Regions from separate parts of the Sus scrofa genome. Here region 1 is linked to region 2. The links are chromatin contacts, called in public Hi-C maps. All regions are on one chromosome and are shown on one strand. The core of a region is the stretch at or near the end of the contact, and the rest is flanking DNA. Distances in the headings are between cores, read along the strand shown.

Evidence for each region. Hi-C and Micro-C count contacts between places; a contact is called where the count stands out from the background.
Region 1: a contact with region 2 is called in a Hi-C map of fetal skeletal muscle, with 1.8 times the contacts expected there. The contact joins the promoter of EPHB4 here to the promoter of LOC100515824 in region 2. A contact is called at or near these places in 2 of 47 Hi-C or Micro-C datasets (fetal skeletal muscle and liver) and 1 of 2 datasets of contacts at active chromatin or transcription factors (alveolar macrophages).

Annotation. Positions count from the first base shown.
Region 1 is chr3:8,687,601-8,691,598 of Sscrofa11.1, forward strand. EPHB4 (ephrin type-B receptor 4) reads right to left here and starts at 2,178. Exons shown (of 17, transcript XM_003124371.5): 1 at 1,629-2,178. The coding sequence starts at 1,680.
Region 2 is chr3:8,492,832-8,496,367 of Sscrofa11.1, forward strand. LOC100515824 (insulin receptor substrate 1-like) reads left to right here and starts at 1,705. Exons shown (of 2, transcript XM_013995453.2): 1 at 1,705-2,405; 2 at 2,595-3,536. The coding sequence starts at 2,000. LOC106509647 (a long non-coding RNA gene) reads right to left here and starts at 2,331. Exons shown (of 7, transcript XR_002342293.1): 1 at 1,429-2,331; 2 at 928-1,107.

The DNA.
Region 1 (3,998 bases), core at 928-3,427, 200 kb after region 2:
GGGGTTCTGGGAAGGGGGTGGATAGAGGCTGCCGTCTCCACCCTCCATTGTTCCAGACTGGATAGTGTTTTCCTGTCTCCAATTTACACACTGTCTCTGTTTCAGGCTGTCCTGGGCGCTCCGGGCCGCTCACTTTCTCTCATCCTCTCTGTCTTGCCCGCCTCCCGCTCTTTGACCTGTCACTTCTCTGGCCTCACATCTCTCTCTCTCTACCTCACTCTCTGCCCATCTCCATTCCTCTTTCTGACTGTCACTCTCCTCTGTTTTCTGTCTCCCATCTGTCACTTTCACTGGGGCACAGAGCCGTGGATAAATGGAAAGTCTCAGTCTTCTCATCTGTAAAATGGGAGCAACAATACCTCCCACCCAGAGGGTTGTTGGAACCATGAAAACATAAAGCGCTTAGCACGGGCCCGGGGCTCGGAAAGCACTCGGGGAATAGGAATTAAAAGTGACTCCCTGATCCTCTTTGCGTCTTTCTCTCTCTCACCCACCCATCCATCCTGGCCAGTTCGCTTCCCGCTTTACCTTCCCTCCTCCTCTCTCTCCCACAGTTCTTTCCACTTCTTTCTCTGAGCCCAGCAAGTCTCCCCTCTCCCCTCACACCCAGCCTTTGATCCCCAGCCCAGAGCAGCGCTGCCCAGCCTGGGGGAGAGGGGTTCCTAATTGCTTTTCATTCCTCCTCCTCAGAAGCCCCCGCCCCATGGCCCACTCCCCAGAGACCCCTTTGATTCCAGGCAGTGAAGGAGGGGAAGGAGGCAGCTCACTGAAAGGAGATTAGGGCTATGGGAGGAGGGTTTATGGGGCTCTCTGCTCCCCTTCTAGGGGTTGAGGGGAGGGCAAAGACTCATGAATAAAGTAACATGTGGGGGGGGGGAAATGCAGAAAAAATAGAAATGTAAAGAGACTAGGAGGTGATAGTTAGGCTGAGTTCTGGTGACAAGAGGGTCGTGTAGGTCAGTTTTTACCAGCCAATAGGGTTAGAGGAAAGGACTCTGGTGGGTCTGGAACAGGGCTGGGGTCTAGACAGCATTTAAAGGGCTGGGGTGCAGCCTGGAGAAACCAGGGAGGGGGCCTTCCTGCAGCAGGGGCTGTGGCTTTGGGAGGGATTCGCAAGTTTGGAGTGAGTGCAGAAGGGGGCCGTCCGGCCCGAGGTGTGTGGAAGTGTAGGATCAAGGTGTGAAGGCTGAGGAATGGGGGCCGCGGTAGTTTTACGGCCGAGCACAAAGTTCTGCCTTGTCTGCCGTGGTGCCTCCAGGAACGTTTCCTCATGTTTGGCGGAGGTGGGAAGAGGGACAGAAATTTTGGAAAGAGTTTTGAAGATCGTTGTACGGAGAAAAGGAAAGGCTGGCAGGGTGTTTGGAGGCCAGAGTAAGAGCTTGAGGAGCCGGGACCGGGGCAGGTCCGCGTCCCGGGACGGAGCTCGACTCCATCGCTTTCCCAAACAAAAGAAAACTCCACTCCCCGCTGGGCCGCCTCCTCCCCGCCCCCCTCCCGAGCCAGCACTATTGGTCTGGAGTGTTCAGGGTTGGGGTGTCGGGTTAGGGGAAGACAGAGGTCGGCCCCTACACTCCGAGGCCTATCTTCGGGGACCCCCGAAGTGGCGGGGCGCCCCCAGGAAAACTCACCTTCTAAAGCGGCTGCAAGCGAAGCCCAGCAAAGCAGAGCCCGGAGCTCCATGGCGCCGCCTCTCTCCGGTTGGATCCGATCCGAGTTTGGGGGGCGCTAGCCCCCCCAGGTCTGAACCCCTCCCTGAGCGGGTGGACGCCGACTACCCGCGCGGGACTCGGTCGGGGCCCTCAGCGCGGGCCCATGTGGCCGCACCGGGCACCGGGTGTTGGCGCCCAGGTGTGGCCCTGCGTCCCCGCCGCGCGCGCAGACCGGTGGGCTGGGGGCGTCCTGGCAGCGGCTGCGTCGGGCGAGAGCAGAGCGAGACGTGGCTGGAGTCGAGGTCCCCCCGGGGCTTCGGGGTCCCGCCCTGGCTGGCTAGGGGTGGGCTGGCCGTTCGCGGTCTCCCCCCACTCCCTGGAGTGGTGCTGCTCGCGCGACCGGGCTGAGTACGCTCCGCGCCGGCTGGGAGGGTGGGAGTCGGGGCAGGGCCGGGAGCGGGAGGGAGGGAGACTGCAGCGCGGGGCCGGGCGGGCTGGGGCTGGGCCGGGCTGGGACTCGGCCGGGCGGCGCCTGGCTGGGGAGGGAGGGGCGCTTGGGGGGCGGGGGAACCCCCCCCCCGAAAGCCCGGGCTCGGCGAGGGGGCCGGGGCGCGCTGATTGGAGCGGGCGCTGCTGAATAATTCATGAGGGAAGCAGAGCGGGGCGCTGAGCGGAGCAGGTCGGGAAGTTGGGAGAAAGTTTGGAGCAGGGGGAGGGGCGGCGGGCGCGGAGCCCGGGGACCGCCCAGACCTGCATCGCGGCCGTGCGCCCTGGCCCAGACCGCGCGTGTCCGGGCGGGAGCCCGGCGACCCCCGGGGCAGATCTGAGCCTGGCAGACACCGGGGAGCGGAGAAACACACCCAGCAGCATGGAGGTCCCCACACTCGAAGCCCCATCCGATCTTCCTACTGATTTTGGAATCTTCTAGATGCGCCCACCGCTCTCTCGTTGGCGCTGGGGGACCGGTTTAGGGGGAAGCTTTTGAGGGTGAAGGGTGGCCCACTGCCCAAGGCAGTGATCTCAGCTTAGATAACCCTAGAGCGAAGTTCACAGAATCATTCAACAAACATTAAGTATTGGGGATCTGCTGTACTCGCAACCTAGTGCTGAAAAGCGTGCGGAGGAAGAAGGGCACCTGGGTTGCGATGGGGAGGGGTATGAAAAGCCGAGGCAGCATCGGAAAATAAAAGGTAGTTGGGTCCGACAGAGTGAGTGGTCGGGATGGATTCCCAAATCATGGTCCTCACTCACTGCCGCGTTTCGGAGGGCTCCGGGACACCCGCAGCCCTGACCCCTGAGGTTCGGCCGGGGCTGCTGCTGTCTGTCTTTCCTGAGGCTGTTTCCTGTCTGGCTCCTGAGGGCCCTAGGCCTGGCTGGGAGGGCCCTTCCTCCCCGTCACCCTCCCGCCCCCCATCTCATCAGTTAGAGGGGAGGGTCCAGGAAAGCAGCGCTCCTCCCACCTACCCCTTTGTACCTTGGAGCACCTATAGCGTGGGAGATGGTGCTGCAAAAAGTCCGTCAGTGGAAAAGCTGGAAGGAAAGAGCTTAGACTCCGAAGGTATTTAAGCGGACCGAGACTAGAGGAGCTGAGGCGCCTAGAGAGAGGGAAAGAGGAGTCCCTGATATCTGGGGGGCTGCCAAGCCCCTCTAATCCACAGAGAACGGCCAGGCCTGCAATGACCTCTTGTCCCAGCGCACTTATCTTGCTGCCGCAAGTAGTGCTCCCCACACCCCTGCCCTTCCTCATAGCCCTGCCTGGGTCCTGCTCCGGGGTGGGGGGTCACGGAGGGCAGGAAACAGCCGGCTTGGCTGGAGCCAGGCAGACCAGGTCAGGGCTGGGAATTCCCTCCTCCCCTCCCGAGCCGAGCCCAGTCTCCCTTCGTTTTCAGCTTCTCTGGGTTATCCCTGGAACTGTCTCTTTTGATGGGGAATGCGCTTCACCCATACCTTACAGGGTGGGGGGTACATGGCCTGAATGGAAGAGAAACCCAGAGGCATAGAGAAATGAGGCTGTGTGGAGTGAGGAGCTGATGAGACAGAGGAGTAAAGAGAGGCAACAGCTCAGCACACATTCAAATCTCGTATTTCTGACCCCTGAGCACCAGCACTCCCTCAGCCAAAGAGAGGAGGGCACCAGAGGTAAGAAAATACCCAGTGGATTCCCTATCATGGAATCCTCAGCCCCCATCCCCGGGCATGTAATCCAGTTCCTAATGACTAGTGTATACCAATCAAGGAATGAATAAAATGAAACCTTTCTTGAACATCTACTGTGCACCATGAGATCACTGGCCTAGTTTGCAAGATTTGTGAAACAGGGCTGCTGACCTCAAAGATCTATAATTTGGC
Region 2 (3,536 bases), core at 455-2,954:
ACCCAGCACTTAGAGAGTCAAAGACGCGAGGCGGTCTAGGCTGGTCTCTGTGACAGTGGCTGTGATTTCACAAGCACTGGACTGCTGCAAGGGGGACTGGATGATGGGAGCAGGAAGGAGTGGCTGTGAAGAGCCCTCCTGTGGGTAGCTTCAAATCAAGCCTGGGGAGGAAGGCTCCAGCCAGGAGCACAGCAGGCACGTGGGCTCCATGGGTGCCCTGCTCCTTAGGGCAGCACCAAGACTAGGAAAGGGAGGGGCCAGCAGATGTCTTTTGTGTTCCTGCCACTTCGCACATGGTGCATATGTCAAGGCTACACTGGAGGCGATGGCCGGGGACATACTTATGTCCTGGTGTCAGCTTAAGGATCTATGACATATCTGCCTCTCCCTGGCCAACACCTATTGATGGTGGAGGCTGCCACAGGCCCCCCCATGTACCACGTGAGCTGCCAGCACCTCTCCCGCACCTTAGAGAGGCGCTGGCTGACCTGAGAGGCACCTGGAGTAGGCACTGGGTACCACCTGCCTGCTGGCCAGATGCCCATCCTCACAATGCCAGGCAGTGCCCTGCATCATGCTTGCAACATGACCTGTAAAGGATGTTCGAGGATGCCAGCCTCCCTGTCCACTAAACCATTGGCTCCTCTGGTATCCCAGCTCCTTCCTCCAAGGCCTGGGTGGGAAGCCCCGCCAGCCCTGCTTGGGCTTTCCTGACCCTTGAACTAGTCTATGAAAACGAACCAGATGGCCTTGCTTCAGTACTCCTGTTACAGCTCCTTCCTCACCTGAAGGCACTCCTCCCCCAAATACCATCTTTAACTGGGGCCACAGCTGCCCCCTTCCCCTCCCCAACCCTCAGCTCCCCCAGGGCCCTTCAGGTATCCTGCTTGCCAGGACAGGGATATCATAAGGTCCTCTAAGGCCCACCTGTCAACCCGTGGTTTGTCTTGCAGAGTGTACACTGACCAGCGCCATGGCCCCCGCCGTCAGCAGGTGGTCCTTGGAAGGATCAGAGGCGGGTGTAGGGCGTTCCTGCTATGGCACGGGTCGCAGCTGAGGCTCGGATTTGATTCCTGTCCCAGGAACCTTCATAGGTGGCAGGTGTGGCTGAAAAAGGGGAAAAAAGAAATGGATGTAAAAGTGCCTGAATCCCAACCCCATTTCAAACTTCTTGGGATGCAAGGGGGCAAAGGGTACCCCCATGAAGACACCTCCTGTCACCCCAACCCTGCAGAGAACCTGAACCTCCAGCTCCACCGAGGTCAACTTAGCCCAGTGCTCGGCGGCCCTGGCTCCTAGGATTACTTGGAAAGGAAGAGAACAGAACCATTCTGAGCGGGACCGGGGAGGCAGGGGACACGGGTGCTGGCGGCCTAGAGCCGGAAGGGGGTCCCGCTGTAAAGGCAGCCGGCTTAGCAGCCCCCTTACCTCCAGGACTGCGGACGAGGCCGCCAGCGGTCACCACGGACGTAGCTCCACGCACACTCTCTTCACCTCACAGCTTTCTCCGCGCTCAGGTCGGGTCAGAAGAGACGCCCCCAACACCTCCCCGCCCCGGCACCAGCCCAGGCCGAGGCCGCCTCTCCCGCACTCGGCAACTCAAACTCCACGCCCACCGCGCGGAGTCCAGCTCCGGGGCGCGTGAGGGTTAACCTCGCGGGGGTGGGGACTTGGGCGCAGTCGGCGTTGGGAGGGAGGGGAGAGGAGGCGGCGGGAGGCCACTGGGTTGAGGCTCCGAGCCCGGCGGAGCCTCGGGTGTCTCAGGCCGTCGAGCAGTCACTGGGTCACACGCTGCGCGCAGCGAGGGGCCACTGCAGACCCCCTGCCCCAAACTTCAAGTCGGGAGCGGGGGAGAGAGACGCCGGGCATTAAGGCAGTGGCAGCCTGTCAGGACGCTGCCCCCTCCCCCGGGACCGCTACCTCTAGAACCCCACCTCGGCGAGCCTCTTCCCAGCCGTCTCCGCTCCTGCTCCGGCCACTTGGTCGCCTTTGGCCCAGGATGAAGCCCAGAGGCGGCGGCGGCGGCAGCCCCACGACGGCCCCGGAGTCTGAGTCGGCCGACGTGGCCCTGGGTCCGCTGTCGCCCTGGGCCTGCCCGGCTGACGTGCGGCTCTGCGGCCACCTTCGGAAGCACAAGTCCCAGCACCGCCGCTTCTTCGTGCTCCGCGCGGACCCGCCGCGCCTCGAGTGTTACGAGAGCGAGAAGAAGTTCCACGCCGGCCGAGCGGCTCCCAAGCTCAGCGTGAGCCTGACGGGCGCGTGCACCATCAGCAAGCGCGTGGACGCGCGCCAGCGCCACCTGATCTTCCTCTTCACCGCCGACCGCAGCCTGGGCGTGGCGGCGGCCAGCGAGGCGGAGCAGCAGGCGTGGTACAGCGCCCTGCTTGAGGCGCGCGCCGCCGCCGGTGAGGCCCAAGCCCAGGGTGGGAGGGTGGGGGGGGTGATCGTGGATTTGGCTTATCCGTAGGCTGTCCCTCCCCCAGGTCTCCGAAATCCAATCCAAAATGAAGCGTTTACGCGTTGTCAGTCCCCGGGGCACACTGACTCCAAGCTCCCGGCCCAGAAGCTCTGTGACCCGCCTGTTGTCTCTCCAGGGCCCAGCTCCCACGAGGACCCCGAGGCCTGGATGCTCGCTCCGTTTCAGGACATCTGGCCCGTGACGCTGCGGCCCAAGGGGCTGGGGCAGACACGAGGCCTGGGCAGCGGCGGCTACTGCTTGTGCCTGGGTTCCGGGGTACTGAGCCTGCTGCGGAAGCCCAGGGGCAGAAGCTCCAGGGCCACCCAGGCACCTCCGCCCCCAGCCCTGCGCCTGTCCCTGCTCAGCGTGCGCCGCTGTGGTCACGCAGACTCTTTCTTCTTCCTGGAGCTCGGGCGCTCAGCACCCACAGGTCCCGGGGAGCTGTGGCTACAGGCGCCCGATGCTGTGATGGCCCAAAGCATTCACGAGACTGTCCTGGCCGCCATGAAGCGAATCGGGGACACTGGTGCTAGTGGCAGGACTGAGCCACTGCCAAGAAAGCCCCCGACGAGGGCCCCCAGACCCTCTGAGACCCCAGCCTCTGCGGCTCAGTCAGGCAGCCTGAACCGTCTGGGGTGCCCTAGTGAGAGGAGCGAGCAAGCAACCCCTAAGACGCTGGCGATGCTGGGGGCAGCGGCCTCACAGCCTGAGGGGTTGGGGCGGGGCGGGGGCTACATAACCATGGGAGCCAGGAGAGACTACGTGCCCATGGGAGACGGGCAAGCCAGCAGCTACGTGGTGATGGCGCCCCTGGGCCTCCCTGCCTCGGCCAAAGCCGCTCCCCATCAGCCACCTCTGGATGGCGGGCACTCTGAATACGTGTCCATGAGCCGCTGTGCACCACGGTCCCTTTTCTTGAGCTCTTTGCCCGGTTCCTACAGGCCTGGGGCCGGGGAGCCTGAAACGGGGCTCCAAAGCCCTCCTCTGCGCGTCGGAGGCAGCTGGGGCCCCACAGGGGCTCAGCCCTGCTTGCAGCCGCCGTCAGAGCTGGCCGGGGAGTACGTGTGCATCGAGTACT